Regions from separate parts of the Gossypium raimondii genome. Here region 2 is linked to region 1. The links are chromatin contacts, called in public Hi-C maps. All regions are on one chromosome and are shown on one strand. Each heading gives the region's core, a stretch centred on a gene start, on an enhancer-like site or on the middle of the called end of the contact. The rest is flanking DNA. Distances are from core to core; before and after follow the strand shown. Region 1 overlaps LOC105804317 (dual specificity protein kinase YAK1 homolog). Region 2 holds the start of LOC105804315 (RNA polymerase sigma factor sigA).

Region 1 (4,408 bases), core at 1,471-3,970:
TTTCCTTATTTTGTCGTGCTGATGTGCATTTATTCTTTATAGATTGCTTGCTGTTATAAAGTAATAATATGAAGAGAATGGGAGCTTATCTGGATACACCGAGTATGATCCAATATATTTATTGTGTTGCATTATAGTCTTTGGGTGGTAATAACTTACAGTCTAAACACTTTTGCTTTGTGAGAAGAGTTGATAATTGTGCTGCCTATTGATATCTGAAATGGTTCCAGCGAAACATCAAACAACTTCTGGTATGTTTGAACTAACTTGAACAAATACCAGAATTTCTGAAATTCTGGGTTATTGTTGATATGTTCTTTATCGTAGAACATGCGCACTGGTATTTTATCTGATATCCTGTAAGTTTTCTTGTCCGTCAAAAATCTTCCATGCTGCATCAGGAATCAGGGGTACTCCTAAACCTGAGAGTTTTGCTGTGATTTTTATTCTACGATCTTTTAGCTTCTTATATTACTTGCATTTGTTGTCACCATAGTGATGAACTTCTTCTGCAAGAGGATGGATCAGATGAAAGTTGCATATCAGCTGACTTGAACAGAGGAATGCATATAGGTTCAGTTGATTCATATGCTGGAGTTGGAAGATTCAACCTTGCCTTAACCACATGCTCAAATTTATCGACTCAAAGGTAATTTAATATCCTTTTCCTCTGTTGACTTTGTTGCAAAATATATATGTGTGCGCTCTTGCTTTTAGAGTATTTACAAGTACAATCACATGTACAGTCACAAATAATACATGTCCGAGCAACTATAACTAGAATGAAATCAATAGAAAGCACAATTGAACTAATATATCTGGACAAGACCCGCACATGGTGGACTTAAACCCATAGTAAATATGGGGAAGAACCCACACATGGTAATTACGCATGATGGGACTCGAACCTAGGTGCTCAAGGACCCAGGGCGTTAATAAATTCTTGTACTCATTTGTCTTTCTAAATCATGTCTGGTTATGCTTATGCCCTTGTTTTTGTTTTCCGTATTAAAGGCTATAGTTTGCATTTGTGTTCCATATAATTGATGCCGCCCAAGATGAGTTTGTCCATTGCAGAGATGGAAATCTTCAAATATGTCAAACATACAAGAGCAGAGCTTTGATTTTTTGTTGGAACACCTCTTCACTGTTCTTGACGTATTTCTATATTGTTTGAGTGCAGACAGAATGGTCCTATAGGATTTTCACATTTGGAAGTGGGTAGTCCTCCTTCAACTAACGATTGGCATACTGGGTATCCCCGCTTTACTTCAAAGCAATCTCACTTCACACCACATATGACACAAAATTATCCCAGTCGGTTGGGGCAACAAACCCTTCCGCGATTCAATCATGGGAGATCCACTGGTGCTCGAAGTAGTGAATGGAATCAGATGAAAGTCCAACTCCCTCCTCCTAGCTTTAATTCAGGGGGACCACGTTCTCCTGGGAATAGTTCATTTAGTAATGGCATGCCATGGGGTACTTCCTATCTTTACACCATCAAACTACTTTTAGTTACCTCCTATTCCACTTTGTAATTTCATAGGGCTTCTTGTATTGATCTATATGATATTTGTTGGATAATTTAGGGAATAGAATGAACTGATTCCATTTTACTTGATCCTGGCATTGTTAATGTAGGGCGTAGGGCTAATCATCCCGTCTCAAATATTCCATCGGCATCCCGTGGAAGAAAGGACTATGGAAGGATTGCTTAATGGTGGAATCAACTTTAATTTTTTATGGCGTGGGATTATGTTTTGGGTGTTTGACAAAGAAATTTGTACTCGATAGTTCACTTAACTAGTGAGCTCATTATAAGCAAATGCTCATCCAGACCATGCTCATTCGTTGTGCTTTTCATAAATATAATTCATGGTGATTGTTTTGCTTGTCTTCCTACATTTTGCATGCAATCGCTACTCTTTTGTTAATGATGCTCGAGTGGTCCTGGGCCTGGTCCAGGTCCTTGCTTGTATTTCCAAAAGGCTAGATTTCTAATTAAGTTCAATTCTTGAAACTGCTTTTTAACTTGTTTGAGGAATTTAATCATATTACTAAGTCAATCAAAGCAGCTTCTGAAAAGTACTCGAGAGGAAGTTCAGGTTTGAGCCGATATCTTCAATTAGTGGTAGAGTATATTTATTTTATATGCATGATCTGTTGATCTGAAATTCTTTCCTTTTTGATGTTTACACTCTTGGTGATCGGGGAACTGAAGATTCTCCAAGAAGCCAATTTGCGTGATCTTATTGTTTCTCAATTGTGTTTCTGTTCCTACAATTACGAAGACTTGTAGAAATATACCAAGTCTTACTAAGATTTATGTTGTCAATCAATGTGCGAGATCCTGTCATCATCTCTCTCTCTCTCTCTATATATATTCTTCAAAAAATTGCTTTAAGAAAATAAAATCTTGTATGTTGTTGCTTGAAGACTGACAGCAGCTATGTTTACCTGGACTTTGGATAGATTGTCAAATATGGATATGTTTGTCTTCTTTAAGGCTTTTTTATATACTTTTGAAGAATGATACCTTTATATCCATATGTAAATGTGTCAAACACAGAGTCCGGGAAACATAAGGAGTTTGTGCGATGATACCCTCTGGCCTTCTGAGTTTGCATTCTGCCGCAAAGCCTAGAATGTTCTCTGGGTCAAGATTTTATGTGACTCTTCACTGCAAGTGTGGCTGCAAAACATGGTCGCACGTGCTTTAAAGAGGTAGGTTATGAGGTACTGTCTTAACAAGACTATCATAATCATGACTGAGTCTTTCAGTACTAGGTCTAGAATGGGGAAGGGTATGTAGGTAGAGTGCGATTTATAAGCTGAAGAATTTTTAGACTTTTTAAAAGAACAGGTTTTTACAGAAGAGAAAGCTAAAAAGAAAAGAAAACTAAGTTATAAACGATAAACTTAAGATGCCTATGCAAATGAATTCTCCTCTCTATTTATAGAGGGACTTAAAAAATTCTATACAATTGTATTTTGAATCCCGAACAGTGTTTTTGGTAAGGATTCGGCTTCAAACGGATGTGGCTGCTTCCACGTCTCATTTGTCTTGTTGCTTCTTTAATTGCATGGTTATGATTGTTTCCACGTTACATGCTTGAGTTAATGGCCGCTTCCATCACTGCTTGCGTCATCATTGTTTTGATGATAGCTTCCACGTTGCAAGACTTTTTTGTTTGCATCTGGATTTCTTCTTTTGTCTCATCATGGATTTGATGATGACTTTCATGTTGCCAATCTTTGTTGTTGGTATGTGAATTTCTTTCTTTTCATGTTGCTATCTTTTTGACTTCAACCTTCTTGCATATTAATTAGATTCATTTCTTCTATTTCATCTAGATTTAATGAATCTAGTAAAGTTCCTGGTGAGTTCCAAGCTTTCCATGTACTTCTGATTTGTTCTAGAAGATGAGATAGATAATCTTCAATTTCTGTATCAGTTATCTTTTTTAATAGCCTTAAAGATTCTTCATCTCTATTTTCTTGGATATCTCCAGTATAATATGCCAATATTCTTCTTCCATCGGTCCATAGTTGATAAATTTCTTGTTGAAGAAGATCTTGGGCTGTTGCTACAATATTAATCCCTGTTTGGGTTTGATAATAATTTGGATCATTATAACACCTGTCAATGTTTTTTGCCAAGTGTTCTTTGACCTCTTTTACAGCGGATAATCGGGAATTTTCGAGCATCATATGAATCTCCCATATTTGATATGGTTGATGAATTTTTTTTTCAGCAATACCAATAAAACTACTAATTTTGATATAGAAATAATAGAAAAAGTCATCATTGCTTTTGATGGTTTGTAGTAAGGATTTTACTACTGCTGGAAAATCTTTTAAAAGATGAAAGGAAAGATTTTCTACGAGTATTTCTCTTACAAATCCCCATTCAATACTGGTTATATCGAACGGTTCGTGATCCAATCTAAATTTCATAGTTGGAAAACTTTCACCTATAAAATTTGTAAAAACATAATATTGTATAAAATATTCAGAAAAAGATTTTTGGAATTGAGTCTGCTGGTTACAGATTATTCCATTGATTTTATTGAATATTTCTACCGGTAAAATCTGTCTAGATTTGTTATATAAACAGATTTTAAATACCTTATTCATAATAGAGTTGTTTTTCCTTTATGAATAAAATATTAAAAATATCAAGAAGATTGTTTATCTCATGAATTCCATTTGAAATTCATCCGTATCAAACATATTTTAGTAATAAATCTTCAGCTTCATTTTCCTTAGTTGTTTTTTCAACTAAAAATAATGAAAACTGTGTAAGAGCTCTTTTGAAATTGGCTCTTTGATTTGAAATATGGGTTTTCCATATCTCGTTTATAAAACTATAAAACTCTGGTGGTATACCAGGATTATAAAAATC
Region 2 (4,364 bases), core at 698-3,197, 81 kb after region 1:
CGAGTCTCGAAGCGACTTATCTAGCTTGCTAGTGGCGTCAATCCGAACTCCATTGAACTTATCACCGAACCGGTGTGGCGTTCAACCATATTATTATACCTTTGGTTCTTACCTCCATATAGGTAACGGGTCAAGGTCCACTTCTATCTTTCATCAAATTTCACCTTAAGCAATATAAGATTCGGGCAATACTTTTTAGTATTGAACATTCTTGACGTCTAAGTTCTATTTTCCATCTCCATCAATTACCTTTTTTCTAACCTACCTTGTTTCTATTCTAAACCAAACCTATCAACACCAAACCACTCATCTAAACCCCTCTCAAAGCTTCCGCAACCCTTAGCCTAAATCACCCAATTTTGACAACTCCAACTACTCCTCGTCGACGATTGGGCAACTTCGCGAAACGACTCGGTTAACCCGGGCCGGATCGTATCAGTTCCGTGACAAGTTCGGCATCAGATAACCTCCAATTATCTGAAGAATGTATGCCCGAGCATATCGTATTCTTTCTAGTTCGGTTGAATCATCACCCGGATCCAGGAATATGTCTCGTAACCAGCCCATCTCGATCCGACCTCCGTTAATATTCTTCGGAATAGCACTCAAAAGCTTGTAGCATACCGCTCCACAATCACCAGATTGAACAGACCCGGTGACTGCGTACCCGTCCACCGGCAATCCCAATTGCAAATTGACATCTTCCAAAGTGATATGGAATGTGTGCATCTTGGGTCTCCACCTCTCAATCAACGCACTGATAAGTTTCGAGTCCAACTTGCATCCCTGGCCTACCGTCGCCAAGTGCTAAAAACCCGCCTCCCGCAGGTAATTCTCTACCAACAGTGATGGAGGACAATGCATATTACGAATGTAGCATTGCAATATCCGATCTACAGGCTTTTATAACAAATAATAAAATAATAATTATTTAAAATTGCATAAATAAAAAAATCTTAAATAATATTTAAAAATTAAAGTTAACACTTACCATTTTCATTTGTTCGACGGATATGTGCTTGTCATCAAGACGAATCAATTCTCCGGCCATTGCTAAATTGGTACAAATTTTTACGATTTAAAAAAAATTCAAAAAAATAAAATTTAAAACTTTTTTAAAAATAATTAAAAAAATTAAAGCTCTTTTAAATAGATATTTGAGAGGAAATTGAGAGAAATTTGAGAGAATATTAGAGAGAAATTGAGAGAAAGGATTTAGTTGTGAAGAAAATGAAATGGGGTTTATAAGTTTTTTTTTACCGTTGGGGGGGTCACCAACGGTAAAAAAAGCAGCCATTGCTACTATTCACGCGCAGGCAAAACGCTTCTCCAAGGAAGCGCTTACGTGGCAGGAAAACGCGTCCTTGAGGGAGCGATTTCTGTCTACGTAGGCAAAACGCTTCCTCAGATACGCGTTTTCCTGCCACGTCTCCTAACATCGCACTGACATGAATGCGCTTTCGAGGAATTGGGCTATTTCGATAAATGATTATTTACCAGGCCTATATCGATAAATATTTTTTAAAAAAAACTTTTATATGTAATTTGCCCGCAATACTAAATATTAGTTTAGATAAAAATATAAAAGAAAAGAAAAACGAAGTAACGGGAGTGAGGCACACTGTTTGTTGGGGGATGACGTGGAAGTGGGCCCATCATTCATCGATATTTGCTCACATTTGTTATTAGTTAATTTGTTAGTGGTGCCCAAACCCAACCCATCCTCAAATATATGAAACAGATTAAACCGAGAAAAAAATCCCCAAAAAATAAAAACAGAGAAGCGAAATGGAAAGCTATGCACCACTCAAACATGGACCCAATATCTAGTGTAGCCAATGGAATCTATCTTCTCTATATCCTTTATGTCCATTTTGCACCCTTTCTTCTTCAATTTTATCATAAAATTAAATCCCAACATAATCACTATATATATATTTTTACAAATTATTAAATCTAAAAAAGCTTCTAGTTTCTAAAACAAACTCCGGAATACCGGTTCCAAACTCTTTCCTCTTCCTTTGCTAACTGTTCTACTTTACACTTTGGAACACACGTCTTTCTTTCTTCTTCTTGTTTCTTTCATTTCCTTCTTGTTGTAGCTGGCAATTTTTTAAGGTAAGCTTTTGGTCATTGCCTTTTACAGACCTTGATCTTTCTATCAAGTTTGTTTTGATAAGATGTTCATGTTCGTTTTCTCCCCTTCTCTTACGTGGATATGGGTTGTTGTTTTTGTTCATAAACAAGTGAAAAGTACATAATTTAGGTGAAAGAGATAGAAATTTGTTCCATTTACAGCTATAAGTTTGCTATGTGTTTGCATAAATGACTGAACTTTGTGATCATAATTCAATTTAATAATAACAATAAAACTTGGGTTCTGCTTAAAAATTAATTTTCTTTGTTGTGGAGACATCCAAGTTAGAAGATATTTCTTAAGATTAGGTGGTTTACAAGCTTAAAAATATAAGTTTTAGAGGAAGATTGAGCATAGAAGAATGAATTAGTTTTTGTGTTCCAAATTTCCAGATTCTTTGTTATTTATAACTAGTTTCAGATCTTGAAGTATCAGTCATTTAATGCGTTAAAATACTTCAAATATCAAACCATTTGTTGTTGTGTTCACATGGTTGTAGGATTCTCATACAATTAGGGGTTTTTTTTAAAAAGATTTTGGTCAAACCATCATGAGCTACATCTTTCCGGGATTTACTTGAATTAGATAAAACCTTGTGTTACTGATTGGGAAAAACCAACCTTTTTCATTCCTTTACTTGTTTCATTTATTTATCTATCTATTTTAGTTTAGTTTCTCATTGCCATATAGTTTATGTATATGAAATAAATAATCCTAGCTTCTTTTACCCTCTTTGTAGCAGTGTCATACAGGAGATTTAGAGTACAAGAGGAGAATATTTTTGTTTAGCTTAGTCGCCTACGGGATATAACGGTTGAATTGTTTTAATTTTGACAAGCGTGCTAAATTGTGTGATGGTAATTGTATCAAAGTGAGAAGAATCTGTATGATGGCCACTGCTGCTGTGATTGGACTTAGCACCGGAAAGAGACTCTTGAGCTCTTCCTTTTCTTATTCGGAAACCGTAGATAAGCTGTCGTATGCTGGTGATTATGGATCTTCATATTATCAAACTCCTTCCACAAAGACTTTAATGGTTGCAAAAAGATCATCTAATTGTAGCCAAAATCTTCCATCATCCAATCGGCACACGCAGTCAATTAAAGCTTTTAAAGAGCATGTGGATACTGCATCCAGTATTTCAACAGTAGAGCCTTGGATCCATGGAACCAATGACTTAGAACAAGAAAGCTATGATCTTGACTACTCTGTAGAGGCTCTTCTTTTGCTTCAGAAGTCTATGCTGGAAAAGCAATGGACACTTTCTTTTGAGAGGACGATGTTCACTGAATCACCAAGTCGAAAAACTCACAACAAGGTACCTGTTACATGTTCTGGGGTGTCTGCTCGGCAACGAAGATTCAGTACTAAGAGGAAGATTCTGAGCCAAAATAAATCAATGATACAACCTAACGCTAAGCAGCTAAGATCATTGATCGGGCCAGAGCTGCTTCAAAATCGCTTGAAGGGTTATGTGAAGGGTGTAGTGAGTGAAGATTTGCTTAGCCATGCGGAAGTTGTGCGCTTGTCAAGGAAAATCAAAGCTGGACTTTCCTTGGAGGAGCACAGATTAAGGTAATGATTTATGATGTTGTATTAGATGAATCATTCTAATTCAAAACCATTAAATTCTTGAAACTTTTTTCTTACTGTTTTCCTGGAAATCTAGATTGAAGGAGAGACTGGGATGTGAGCCATCTGATGAACAGCTTGCAACTTCCTTGAAAGTTTCTCGTGCTGAGTTACGGTCAAGGTCAATCGAATGTTCTTTGGCAAGAGAAAAATTGGCAATGAGCAACGTTCGCTTGGTTATGTCGATAGCTCAAAGATATGATAACATGGGTGCTGAAATGTCTGATCTTATTCAGGTAATCTACTACATCAATTGCCATAGACGCATGATAAATCAATCTGCTGACACTAGCTATATCAAACTATGGACTTTTATGAACTTGGTTGTTTTATGTGTAGGGTGGTTTGATCGGACTATTGCGTGGTATCGAAAAATTTGATTCTTCAAAGGGATATAAAATTTCAACTTATGTGTACTGGTGGATACGTCAGGTAATAGTCATCTAATTTTGTTGAGAAACATTGTGCACGTTATTACTCGCTCTGAACCAAATAAAAGTTTCTAAATTAATATTATCGTTGATGCAAGAGCATGGTGCCTGAGATTGTCAATTGTGATGTGCGATTATGATTGTACAACCTAATGCTTCTGTAG

What was found. Hi-C and Micro-C count contacts between places; a contact is called where the count stands out from the background.
Region 2: a Hi-C map of leaf shows a contact between it and region 1, with 5 times the contacts expected there. The contact joins the promoter of LOC105804315 here to the enhancer-like site in region 1. A contact is called at or near these places in 2 of 2 Hi-C or Micro-C datasets (both in leaf).

What each region holds. Positions count from the first base shown.
Region 1 is chr11:20,792,416-20,796,823 of ASM2569854v1, forward strand. It overlaps LOC105804317 (dual specificity protein kinase YAK1 homolog), which reads left to right. Exons shown (of 18, transcript XM_012636880.2): 16 at 497-649; 17 at 1,184-1,482; 18 at 1,645-1,905. The coding sequence ends at 1,721. Among protein-coding and RNA genes, the nearest start is that of LOC105804317, 12 kb to the left of the region's middle. Within about 2 kb of position 2,721, the one cell type or tissue checked has open chromatin away from gene starts, as enhancers often do. A contact at or near this core is called in leaf, where this site is marked.
Region 2 is chr11:20,873,832-20,878,195 of ASM2569854v1, forward strand. LOC105804315 (RNA polymerase sigma factor sigA) reads left to right here and starts at 1,948. Exons shown (of 10, transcript XM_052624276.1): 1 at 1,948-2,118; 2 at 2,976-3,712; 3 at 3,807-4,005; 4 at 4,109-4,201. The coding sequence starts at 3,024.